3 separate regions of the Mus musculus genome follow, and all the other regions are linked to region 2. Evidence: chromatin contacts called from public HiChIP or PLAC-seq data. All regions are on one chromosome and are shown on one strand. The core of a region is the stretch at or near the end of the contact, and the rest is flanking DNA. Distances in the headings are between cores, read along the strand shown. Region 1 overlaps Gm45929 (predicted gene, 45929). Region 2 holds the start of Cope (coatomer protein complex, subunit epsilon). Region 3 holds the start of Crtc1 (CREB regulated transcription coactivator 1).

Region 1 (3,692 bases), core at 792-3,291, 140 kb after region 2:
CTTAGGAAACGACTGTCTCAGATATAGTGGAAAAGCCCTTGGGAGGCAGAGGCCAGGGGACATCTATGAATTCTAGACTGGCCAGGGCTACATAGTGAGACCCTATCTAAAGAATTAAAGTATGAAGAGTGGTTGAGGAAGACCCCTGCCCCCACGGTGACCTCTGGCCTCCACACAACACAAGAGAGAAAGCTGAGGCAGAGACGACCCCGTTCCCCCTCCCCCCAGCTCATCTACACACTTCCTCTTAGACTTCCCCAGCAGACACCTTGCCCAGAAATACATGAAAGAATGCAAATCTTCGATCACTCAGCACGGGCTAGAGACGCTTGTGGCCCAGGTGTGGCGTGGAGTGCGGAGGCGGCCGCCAGGGCTCAGCAGACCTATTTGTACTTCTATGCAAATTACCCAGCCACAAACGGACCCCCCTGCCTCAGCTCCAGATGTTGGGGTGATCGGAATGTGGGGAGGAGGGGGCAGCATATTATAAATATGTTGGGCATAAGGAGGAAGCTGAGAGCCGGGGAGAAGCCTTCTACACCCAAGTGTTGTTCATGTAGGAAGAGGGTGTTCAGCTGTGCAGTGATGTCACCCAGCACTGGTGAGGTGGAAGGTTGGGGATCATTTGGAGATCAAGGGCATCCAAGGCTACATAAGTAGTTTTGGAGGCCACCCTGTGCTACATGAAATCCTGTCTCAAAATTAATTAACTAAAGTGAAATCTTAAAACAAACTAAAATGCTTCTCCTGGCTCATGACTGCCACAGGGACAGTGTCCATCCAGCCCAGACTGATGTGACAGGGAGAGGTAGGGCTGGGTCCTGGAGGAAACCCTGACTAGCTGTGAGAGGGCAGTCTAGACAGTGGTACACATAGAGGAGAGCTCACGGGGGTGGGGGTGGGATGGGAGGGGATACCAGGGGCTGCGATGTAGGTGACCCACATACCCAGGGTTGGCCAAGAGCTCAGGGCTGAGCACTGAGGGGCGAGGTGCTTGGAAAACCAGAAATTCTCTGTGACAGACAGGGCAAGGGGCAGTAACACATCTGCTGCCCAAGCAGAACCAGGAGCACCTTGTATCCAGGGCAGCAGATTGACAAACCTGATGAGCTGAGTGTGATCACAGGATGCACAGGGTGGAGGGACAGGACCCATTCCTGGAAGCTGTCTTCTGAGATCCATACACCAGTTATGGTGATCGCACGCCCAGAAAAATTAATGATTGTTAAAGTTTTGTTTTAAAGGCAGGCTCTCACTATGTAGCCCTAACTGTCTTGGATCTCCTGTAAACCAAGTTGATCTAAACTCAGAGATCGCCTTGCCTTTGCCTCCTGGGATTAAAGCCATGCACCACCACACTTGGCTTTGGATGCAATTTTTTTTAATTAAAATAAAACATACCTCCCCACATACACTCAACCCTTCTGTCTGGTGGGATATGGTTAGTAAGTCGATCAACAAACTGCCTGAAAGGCTTCTAAACCACAAACTATCACCTCTCCAGCTTGGTGAGGCCTCTGGGTCCCCAGGTGTTGAAATGAGGGCGACTAGGAAGAGATCCCATTTTCCCAGTGACCTTTTGCCTCTTACCCCAATGAGGTCTCCGTTCCCCCCGCCCCCCACCGTCAATGAAAGCAGGTTAGAAACACTGTCTCCCCCTACCCCAAGGGCTTTCGATTTGTCTTTCCTTTTCCGAAGACCTGAGTGTCAGGCCTCGTCCAGCTTCCGACTTGTTCCCTGCGATGGGCCACTGGGCTGCACAGGGACCCACAGCCCAGCGTGAGCAGAGAAAGCAGAAGTGAGAGGCAGGTGGGGAGCCAGGCCCGCGGGACACGCGGCCTCACGCAACCCGGGCTGCGGTTTCATCACCTGCTCCCAGGACTCCTCATTACGAGAACAGGAAGCGCCCCCTGGAAAGCCGGGACCCCTCCCCGCCCTCTCCCGCGGGCCCCAGCAGCCGCTGAGAGCGACCCCAGCTGCCCATCTCCTTGCCGCTACAGCCGACGACACGCCCCTGTGGGCGGGGTCTGGGGCGGGAGGCGGGGCCTCGCCCACCGCAGCTCTGGGCCAAGCATCTGCCTGGCTGAGCTAGCTCCCATACTCTCCCTGCAGCAGCCGCATCTTAACCACCAAAATCCGGTCAGTCTGGGCCGCCCAGGGGTGTCTGGCTGCCTAGCCCTTTCAGAGGCAGGTGGATCTCTGAGTTCAAGATCAGCCTGGTCTGCATAATGGGTTCCAGCACAGCCAAGGCTACGTAGTGAGATCCTGTTTCAAAACAAGAGTGACAAAAATGTAGGAAAAAAAAAAAAAAAAAACCTACACACAGCCGGGCGTGGTGGCGCACGCCTTTAATCCCAGCACTCGGAAGGCGAATTTCTGAGTTCGAGGCCAGCCTGGTCTACAATGTGAGTTCCAGGACAGCCAGGGCTACACAGAGAAACCCTGTCTCGAAAAAAAACCAAAACAACAACAACAACAAAAAACCCCTACACATAATATAAAATTCAATTTTAGCGGGGTTGGGGGAGGTGGCTGAGAAGACTCAGTAAGGGTAAGATACAGGTAAGCATGTGGACCTAAGGTTGAGACCCAGAACCCACGTACTAGCCAGGCAGTTCCTAAGGACTTGATAGCGGGCTGGTCTTGCTAAAATGCCAATCTCCAGGTTCAGTGAGAGGCACTCGCTCAGAAAGGTAAAGTGCATGTGTACGTGTGATTATCTGCCTGGTCAAGGCCACTGCCCCAGAAGCCTAATCTTGCTGTCCCATGTTAGGGACACCTAAGGCCCCCAGCCTTGTCCCCTGAGCCTCCACAGTGGCTGCAGGGACAGCCCAAGATTTCCCTCTTTGTTCCACAGAAAGATCTTCCTGTGGGGAATTGGTCCTCAGAGGCCCAGGCCTCCCTGCTTGGGAAATTAACACATCTGTCAGCACTGGGCGGAAGGGACTGTACCCATGGCCTCAAAAAGCCCCAAGACATACCAGATGGAAACCTGAGTTGAGGTGTGTGTGACATCCTGTGTCCTCCTCTGTATGCCCAGAAATGTTAGGGACACCCAGGCAAGGGGGCAGACAAATAATGGGTTCCCCTCTGGCCAGTCAATGGCAGATACATAACTCTGTCTGTCTGCAGGAGGTCTGTGTGGAAGGGATGGAAATAACACCACCTCTGGTGGCACATGCCTGACATCCAGCAGCTGAAGGTAGGGGTGGGCAGGCCAGCTGCACAGTGAATCTGAGTGATAGCCACCTAGCCTGTATAAGACCTATGGAAAAGAAAGGAAATGAAGGAAGAGGAAAGTGGGGAAACTCAGGCAAGAAACTGTGAGAGTAGCTTTGACAGAGGGTCCAGGAAGGCCTGTCTGAGGAGGGGTCTTGAGGATAGGAGGACGCCATCCAGGTTCTAGTCTGCCTGGTAGACAGTAGAGCCAGTGCAAAGGCCCTGAGGAGGGAGGCTGAAGCCTACTCCTAACCAAGACACTTGCCTGTCTTGCCACCTGCCCTGGGGGAAAGTCCACTGCCTCCACCAGGGTGGACAGGGTGATTGGGGGCTGCAGACAGTGGAGAGCATGGGCAGAGCACTATGGGAAGGTTATGTCGATCCACTGTTCTTGATGTAGTGGCTGTGGTGGGGTGAGAGGCTTTTGAAGGCAGGAAGCTGGGAGGGGAGCACATCTGGAGCAGCTGTGGCCT
Region 2 (3,638 bases), core at 378-2,877:
CTGCATGCCCCAGCCCTGTTGGGCGCTTTACAAGCTCAATGAATTTGGCTTTGATTTTATTATTTTGGGAGTTTTGGAGACAGGGTTTCATGCAGACTAGGCTGGCCTCAAACTCACTACATAGCTGAGAACAAGTTGGATCTTCTTGCCTCTTGTCCAGAACCTTAACAAAACAGCTTTTTAGCCTGGTAAGGACAAGCCTCCACATAGTTTACCTGAGCCATGCCCCAGCCCATCACAGCCCTGACTCTGTTTCACATTCAAAACAGGCAAGTCTAAGACCACCACTTTCTACACCCATTCTGCCATTTCCTGGCTCTCTGTGCTGCCTCTGTTGCCAAGGCTACTATACCTAGAAAGCCTGTAGTTCCACCAACTCCATCCCTTACTGAGCCCAGCAGGAATGCTGTTTTCCACGAGTGCACAGTGAAGAATGAGTGACAGGTGATTCTGTCAACAACACACACAGGCTGTTGCAAACACGGGTCACATCTTTAATGAACTAAAGACAAGCTGAGCATTGTGGCACAGGCCTGTCATCCTGCATCTGGGAGGCTGAGACAAGACTGCTACATCTAGGGACAGCCTGGGCTATATGAAGCTGCTTAAAACATAAAACAAAACCAGGGCAAGGATTTAGCCTGTGGAGCATTTGCATCGAAGCTGTGCTTTGGCTGTGCACACTATGATCCCAGCACTCCAGAGAGCAGGCATGGCCATCAGGAATTCAGTGCTCTTCAGCAACATGGGGAGTCTGAGGCCAGCCTGGGCTAAAGGAGACTGTCTTCTTTTATAACCAAACTTCCCTTTTGGGGGGAGTGGGGGAGGCGAGGAGGGTACAGTTCAAGACGGGGTTTTTCTGTAGCACCCTGGCTGTCCTGGAAGTCGCTATGTAGATCAGAGTGGTCCAAAACTCAGAGACTTGACTGCCTCTGCCTCTGGGTGCTGGGATTTAAGGCACACCAAGCTACCTCCGGTTTAGGACTATTATTAAGACAGATTACAGTATTACCCGAACTGACCTAGAACTGCTTATGAAGATCAGGCTGACCCTAAACTTACAGAGATCAGCCTCCCAAGTGCTGGAATAGAAGGCGTGCACCATGATGCCTGACTTTAGACACTTAAAAAAGGGGGGCGGGGGGGGTTTAAAAACGAAACAGTAAGAGGTTTTATGATGGAGCTAGTGGCGCACACCTGTCACCTCACCATTACCCTGACTTCAGGTCAGCCTGGGCTATAAAGTGAGCCCCTGTCAATCAACCACCAGAAAGTTGGAAGCTTGGCACAGGGGTGCACACCTGTCATCCTAGCACTGGAGGGGTGAAGACTGGAGGCGCAGGACCTCAAGGTTAGCCTCGGTTACAGAGTAAATTGAAAACCATCCCTAATTATAAGAGAAACCGAGTCCTCGGACCAGAACCTCAGAGCGCGCCGGAAGCTGCTCCGCACGCTGCCCACCTTCACGCGCTGAGCCTCGTTGATGCACTGCTGGTAGCTGCCGATGTAGAAAGCGTTCTTCACGTCGAACAGCTCATCTACCTCTCCGGAGCCGCCAGAGACCGCGCCAGGAACCGGAGGAGCCATGTCACCGCACCTCTAACCAACCTTCTTCTGGGACACGTAGGCCGGAAGCAGGTCCCCGTCGTCAGGAACTCTGGGAAACGTAGTTCTATGGGACAAATCAGAGGCGATGAAAAAGAAACCTTGCAAAGCCTCCCGAGAACTATAGTTCGGATTCCGTCAACAAACACAAGGCCTTCAGAACCAAAACACTGAAAAGCGGTCAAAGCTCGGATTGGTTGAAGGATCTGGAGAGGGTCTCTCCGTGACGTCACATTCCTCCGCCAACGTCCTCTCACAACTTTTCCAGGCCGGACTGCGCCGGGGTGGACGTGACGTAGCATTCACGCGCCGGAAGCACTCATTTCTAGGTTCTCTGCCCGGGTCTGGAGCATGGCGGGGTTCGCTGAGATCGGGTTGTCGTCGTGGCTGGTAGAACAGTGTCGACAGCTGGGGTTGAAGCAGCCCACGCCGGTGCAGCTCGGGTGCATTCCGGCCATCCTGGAAGGTGAGTTCTCGCCTTTCTTTTAATGCCTTTCTTTGCCCGCTCTTCCTTAGCCCCACTTGGGTTCCAGGAATCAGGACAGCATTGAGTGTTTCGGGGACCCTGACCCGCAGCATTGACATTTACGCTGCGACCGACTCGTGTTCATTATCACACAGGTGATGGGTGGCACCTCTTAAGTTTTCGTAGCACCCGAGCATAGGGAGAGATCGGTGAATGACTAAAACATGGCACTGAAAAAAAAAAAGGGTAGAGCTGGCTTTGACGTAGAAGCCGTCAAACTCCAGGTAAAAACCAATGCTCCGTGTTTGTGTCAGTGCTCTTCGACCCAGTTCACTTTTGCCATTAAAGAGGCGTCCTTGGAGCCGGACGTGGTGACTCTCAGTCATCTCAATACTGAGCAGGTGGAAGCAAGAGGATCAGGAGTTCAAGGTGATCCTCAGTTTGGTAGCAAGTTGCAGACCAGCCTGGGCTACCTGAAAATTTGTTTCAAACAAGCAATTATAATAATTGTTGGAAATTAGATAATAACACGTTCAAGGGACTAGTGGAAATGAAACAGTTTTAAATATTCAATTCTGGAGAAAGGGGTACCAGCATAGAGAAAAGGCAAAAATAGCTGGTGTGGTGATTTCAAGCAAGTTTTTGAAGCCTTTCCCCAAATATGGGAAATTCCTGACCTTTTCTTCCATAGACCTGCAGGGCTTTTCCCCTCCCCAAATTCCCCATCCCATTGGTCCATTGGGGCCCCAAGTCTTCTCTAATGAATAGTTTGGGTCTTGAGGCTGCCTCTCTTCTATTCTCTTTTCTTTCTTTTTTTTTTCCCTTGTTTTTTTGTTTTTTTGAGACAGGGTTTCTCTGTATAGCCCTGGCTGTCCTGGAACTCACTCTGTAGAACAGGCTGGCCTTGAACTCAGAAATCTGCCTGCCTCTGCCTCCCAAGTGCTGAAATTAAAGGTGTGCGCCACTACTGCCTGGCTGCCCTTCCTTTCTAATCATGGGCTCAGTCACATAGCAGAGCACCTGTAACTCTCCGAGTCTTAGACTAACTAGGGGAGAGAAGGACCCAGTGCCTCCAACTCATCTGTAGCTCTAGTGAACTGTAAGCTCACCTCGTACTAAAAGCAGACCATACCCATCTATTTCTTACAATAATGAGGGAATGCCCAAGGGACCAATCATGGCCCTTGCTCCACACTGATGCTGCTTTGCCATCTGCCTAGGTCGGGACTGCTTGGGCTGTGCAAAAACAGGAAGTGGCAAGACAGCAGCCTTTGTGCTTCCCATCTTGCAGAAGCTGTCTGAGGACCCTTATGGCATCTTCTGCTTGGTTCTGACACCCACCAGGTGAGCCTCCCCACTCAGCCACATGTGCTTTCTTTTTTTTTTTTTTTGGTTTTTCGAGACAGGGTCTCTGTGTAGCCCTGGCTGTCCTGTAGACCAGGCTGGCCTTGAACTCAGAAATCCGCCTGCCTCTGCCTCCCAAGTGCTGGGATTAAAGGTGTGCGCCACCACGCCCAGCTCCACATGTGCTTTCTTGACCTGTCCGAGTTGCACTTTGCTCTTGTGT
Region 3 (3,711 bases), core at 311-2,810, 140 kb before region 2:
GTGTGTGTGCATGTGTGCCACAGACATGTGTGCCTTTTTCTGATCCCTTCTACTTCTTCATGTGAAGCAGAGCATCCCACTGAATGGAACGTGAGGCTCCCCTTTCAGTAGAGTGATTGGCCAGTCCCCTATCTGCAGCACTCAATGGCCACGCCAAACTTTAATGTGTGTGCCTGTACAGCAAATGCTAGCATAACGGAGCCTTCTCTCTAGCTCTATTTGTTTTTATTTATTTATTGCTTGCTTTTCTTTTCTTTTTTTTTTTTCTGAGGCAGGGTTTCTCTGTGTAGCCCTGACTGGGTAATCGCTTTGTAGACCAGGCTGGCCTTGAACTCAAAGAGAACTGCCTGCCTCTGCTGGGATTAAAGGCACGTGCCACTATGCCTGACCTTAGCTCTCTAATTTTTCTTTCTTTCTTTTTTTTCAAGACAGGGTTTCTCTGTAGTCCTGGCTGTCCTGGAACTCACTCTGTAGACTAGGCTGGCCTGGAACTCAGAAGTCTGCCTGCCTCTGCCTCCTGAATACTGGGATTAAAGGTGTGTGCCACCACTGCCTGGCAATATTTTTAAATTTAAAACATTTATCTATGTATCTCTGTGTGTGTGTGTGTGTGTGTGTGTGTGTGTGTGTGCACATGCTATGTGTATATTTAACTTCTTGCCAAGGCCAGAAGAGGGCGTTGGATTTCTAGAACCTTAGTTGCAAGGGCATATGAGCTATTCCATGGGATCACAAAGTCAGGTCTTTCTCGAGGACAGCAGGTGCCCTTAGTCTCTGAGCAATCTTTCCATCTTTCCAGAGAGCCCCCCCCCATTTGTCTTTTTTTCTCCGTGTCCTGTGTCACAGGCTGGTTTGAACTCACTCTACAGGTAAGGGTGGCTTGAATTCCCCATCCCCTTGGCTCCAGCTGGTCGTACCATCATGGCCAGTACTGTCTTTTTTCTTAGAAGGCGCAGCACATTTCTCCCATTTGAAACTTTATTATAAGTGTGGTGTGTGTGTGTGTGTGTGTGTGTGTGTGTGTGTGTGTGTGTGTGTGTATTGCTGGGGACCGAACCCCGGCTTCTGTGTGCCAAGTCAGGCTCTGCCCAGGAACTGTACTTTGGGACCCCTGCTCAATTCCTGGTAGGAAGTCTGCTCCCTTCCCCGGCTGTGTAGCCCAGGGCCCACTCTGTTCATGCCTGTGCCCTGGAATACAGCAGGCGCGCCAACAAGTCCTCAGCGAATGCTGGAGTCCAGTGAATGCAGGCATCAGTTCTGCCGTGTCCTCTGCCACTCAAGTCCCTCGCTGATGGGACAGGACCCGGACCGCTGTCCAGCGAACCACGCGCACTGCAGTGCGCCTGCGTAGGCACGCCCCTCCCAGGCTCCCGACGCGTTGCCCAGGCACGCGCAGGCGTGTTCACCCCAACGCCACACGCCTCTCCCGCGCGCCGGCGCCACGCTCTGGGCCGTGCTTGCGCCTGCGCGTTCTCTCCGGCCGTGGGCCCGGCCGGCGCCTGCGCGGTGGCTCCCGAGAGTGGGGGGGGCCAGGAGGTGGAGGAGGAGTAGGAGTAGGAGGAGGCGGCGAGAAGATGGCGACTTCGAACAATCCGCGGAAATTTAGCGAGAAGATCGCACTGCACAACCAGAAGCAGGCGGAGGAGACGGCGGCCTTCGAGGAGGTCATGAAGGACCTGAGCCTGACGCGGGCCGCGCGGGTGAGAGCGCGGGGGAGGGGAGGGGAGGAGGGAGGGGAGGAGGAAGAGACGCGGGGGCGGGGCTGCGGCCGCCGCAGGTGTCCCCACGCCGCCACAGCGCTGAGCGGCTGCTCGCGAGATTGCTCTTTGGACTTGACAGGTGGTCCCATCGCAGCTACCTGAGTGGACTGGTGTCATCTATTATTGTTGTCTGAGGGGACATGTGCCATCATCATAGCTATCAGAATGGACACGTGTCACCCCCCTGATTGCTACCTGATGGTACAGGGACTGCATCATTGCTACCTCGTAGGACCTACGACTCCATCATTGCTACCTGAGGGGGCAGGTGTCACCCTTCATTGCTACCTGGTGGGGCAGGTGTCACCCTTCATTGCTACCTGGTGGGATAGGTGCCACCATCTTTGCTACCTTCAGGGAGAGTTGTTCCCTTAGTGTTATCTGTGTGGATAAGTGGCCCCATTGTTGCTACCTTGAGGGGATAGTTGTCACCCTTTATGCTACTTGAGTGGACAGGTCTCCATTAATGCTACCTGAGTGGACGGTTGTCACCCTTCATTGTTACCTAAAGGAAAGGGGTCCTTTCATCGTTATTTGAGGGCACAGTTGTCACTCCATTGGCACCTGAGGAGGAGGTGATACTGTATCATTGTCACCTGTGCCTTCCTTGGTACTCCTACTTCTGCCGTGAAGGAGATGTTATCCCTCCTGGATAGCTGAGGATATCCCTCCTCCATGTTTGGAGTCAGCATAGAGGTGGCTGCTTGGTTCCCATGCATGACAGGGAACAGCTGCCAACAGACTGGGTGGCTGGGCCATTTGACAGGCATAGCTGGCCTTGCTAGGTTCTTGGCCAAGTGGAGTGGATGCGGAGCCTTATCCTTCCATGTCAAGTGTGTGTCATCAGACTTTCCTCAAGGGTGAAGGAGGTGATGCTGGTGTGTGGCATGTTCTGCACACCCTCAGACCTGGGTTCTGAGTCCCATGTGACCTGCCAGGGGTACTTACATGAGGCTTGGATTCATCAGTGGGCACCTTTGGGTCAGGTAATCTTATAGTCAGTTGCTTGTTTCTCCAAGATTGTGGCATCGTAGGCGAAAGTGAGTGATTGAATGTGGTGGTTTTCTCACTTTCAATCAGACTCTGTCCCCAAAGCCCTCGGGGCGGGGGAGGGGGGTGAAGGGGGGCATGTTCTCCCTCAGTGTATTGAGAAAGGCATTGAGAAAGGGCAATGAATGAACAAATAAACAGTGTATCATCTGCCGGGTGGAGATGGTGGTGCACAACTAATCCCAGCACTCGGGAGGCAGAGGCAGGATGATCTCTGAGTCCAAGGCCAGCCTGGTCTACAGAGTGAGTTCCAGGGCAGCAGGAGCTACACAGAGAAATCCTGTCTCCAAAAGCCAAACCAAAACAAACAAAAAGTGTTACCATCCCTGTGTTACTTACAGGGCAGTTGAGTTTGCTTCTTGTTTCTAGCACATAGTAGGTGTCTGCATACAGTTGGTGTCAAATGTTTGCAGTGTAACCAGAACAAAGAGTTTCATAGTTGACGTTTTGATGGACATCTGGTTTCTTCCTGGGATTGAGAGTGAATGATGTGGAGGAGGTGACTGAGGCAAGGCCTCGTGTAGCACAGATGAGCCTTGATCTCACTGAGGAGCTGAGGATGCCTTTGGATGCTCCTGCCTGCACTTCCTGAGCCCTTAGAGGTTCTGCAAGGATGGAACAGCCTGATTGGAATGTAGTTGAGAAGGAAGGTCTGTGTGTGTGACCAGTGGCGCTCACCAGCTTCTTTGAATCATATAACCTATACCACCCTCTTCCAGAACTGTTTCATTGCCCTAGAGGAGATTGGCCCCTCAGGCAGCCTAGCCACATCCCCTCCCTATGCTTACGGCTGTTCTGGGATCACAGCCCTCTCTGTCTTAGTGGAGTTGGTCTCCATGCTCAAACCATCCATGTAGCATTTGCCCATGCCCCATTTCTTATTAAGAACGAGGCAGGTTGG

The links. HiChIP or PLAC-seq counts read pairs in DNA pulled down with a chosen protein or histone mark.
Region 1: an H3K4me3 HiChIP or PLAC-seq map of embryonic stem cells shows a contact between it and region 2, with 13 read pairs. The contact joins the enhancer-like site here to the promoter of Cope in region 2. A contact is called at or near these places in 1 of 39 promoter capture datasets (liver), 1 of 484 Hi-C or Micro-C datasets (nephron progenitors), 3 of 115 datasets of contacts at active chromatin or transcription factors (effector CD8 T cells and embryonic stem cells) and 4 of 9 other capture datasets (adipose tissue, embryonic stem cells, liver and 1 more).
Region 3: an H3K4me3 HiChIP or PLAC-seq map of embryonic stem cells shows a contact between it and region 2, with 21 read pairs. The contact joins the promoter of Crtc1 here to the promoter of Cope in region 2. A contact is called at or near these places in 1 of 39 promoter capture datasets (macrophages), 6 of 484 Hi-C or Micro-C datasets (CD4 T cells, embryonic stem cells, granulocytes and 2 more), 7 of 115 datasets of contacts at active chromatin or transcription factors (the SCID.adh cell line, astrocytes, effector CD8 T cells and 3 more) and 3 of 9 other capture datasets (adipose tissue, liver and pancreatic islet).

What each region holds. Positions count from the first base shown.
Region 1 is chr8:70,156,865-70,160,556 of GRCm38.p6, reverse strand. The region is part of intron 1 of Gm45929 (predicted gene, 45929); the gene reads right to left. All of the region lies in intron 1 of Mef2b (myocyte enhancer factor 2B), which reads right to left. Among named protein-coding and RNA genes, the nearest start is that of Mef2b, 6.0 kb to the right of the region's middle. Within about 2 kb of position 2,041, at least 231 of the 459 cell types and tissues checked have an H3K27ac peak or open chromatin away from gene starts, as enhancers often do. A contact at or near this core is called in effector CD8 T cells, embryonic stem cells, nephron progenitors and 1 more, where this site is marked.
Region 2 is chr8:70,300,756-70,304,393 of GRCm38.p6, reverse strand. Cope (coatomer protein complex, subunit epsilon) reads right to left here and starts at 1,627. Exons shown (of 10, transcript NM_021538.2): 1 at 1,462-1,627. The coding sequence starts at 1,587. It overlaps Ddx49 (DEAD box helicase 49), which reads left to right and starts at 1,942. Exons shown (of 13, transcript NM_001024922.2): 1 at 1,942-2,071; 2 at 3,292-3,415. The coding sequence starts at 1,957.
Region 3 is chr8:70,437,422-70,441,132 of GRCm38.p6, reverse strand. Crtc1 (CREB regulated transcription coactivator 1) reads left to right here and starts at 1,560. Exons shown (of 14, transcript NM_001004062.2): 1 at 1,560-1,700. The coding sequence starts at 1,575.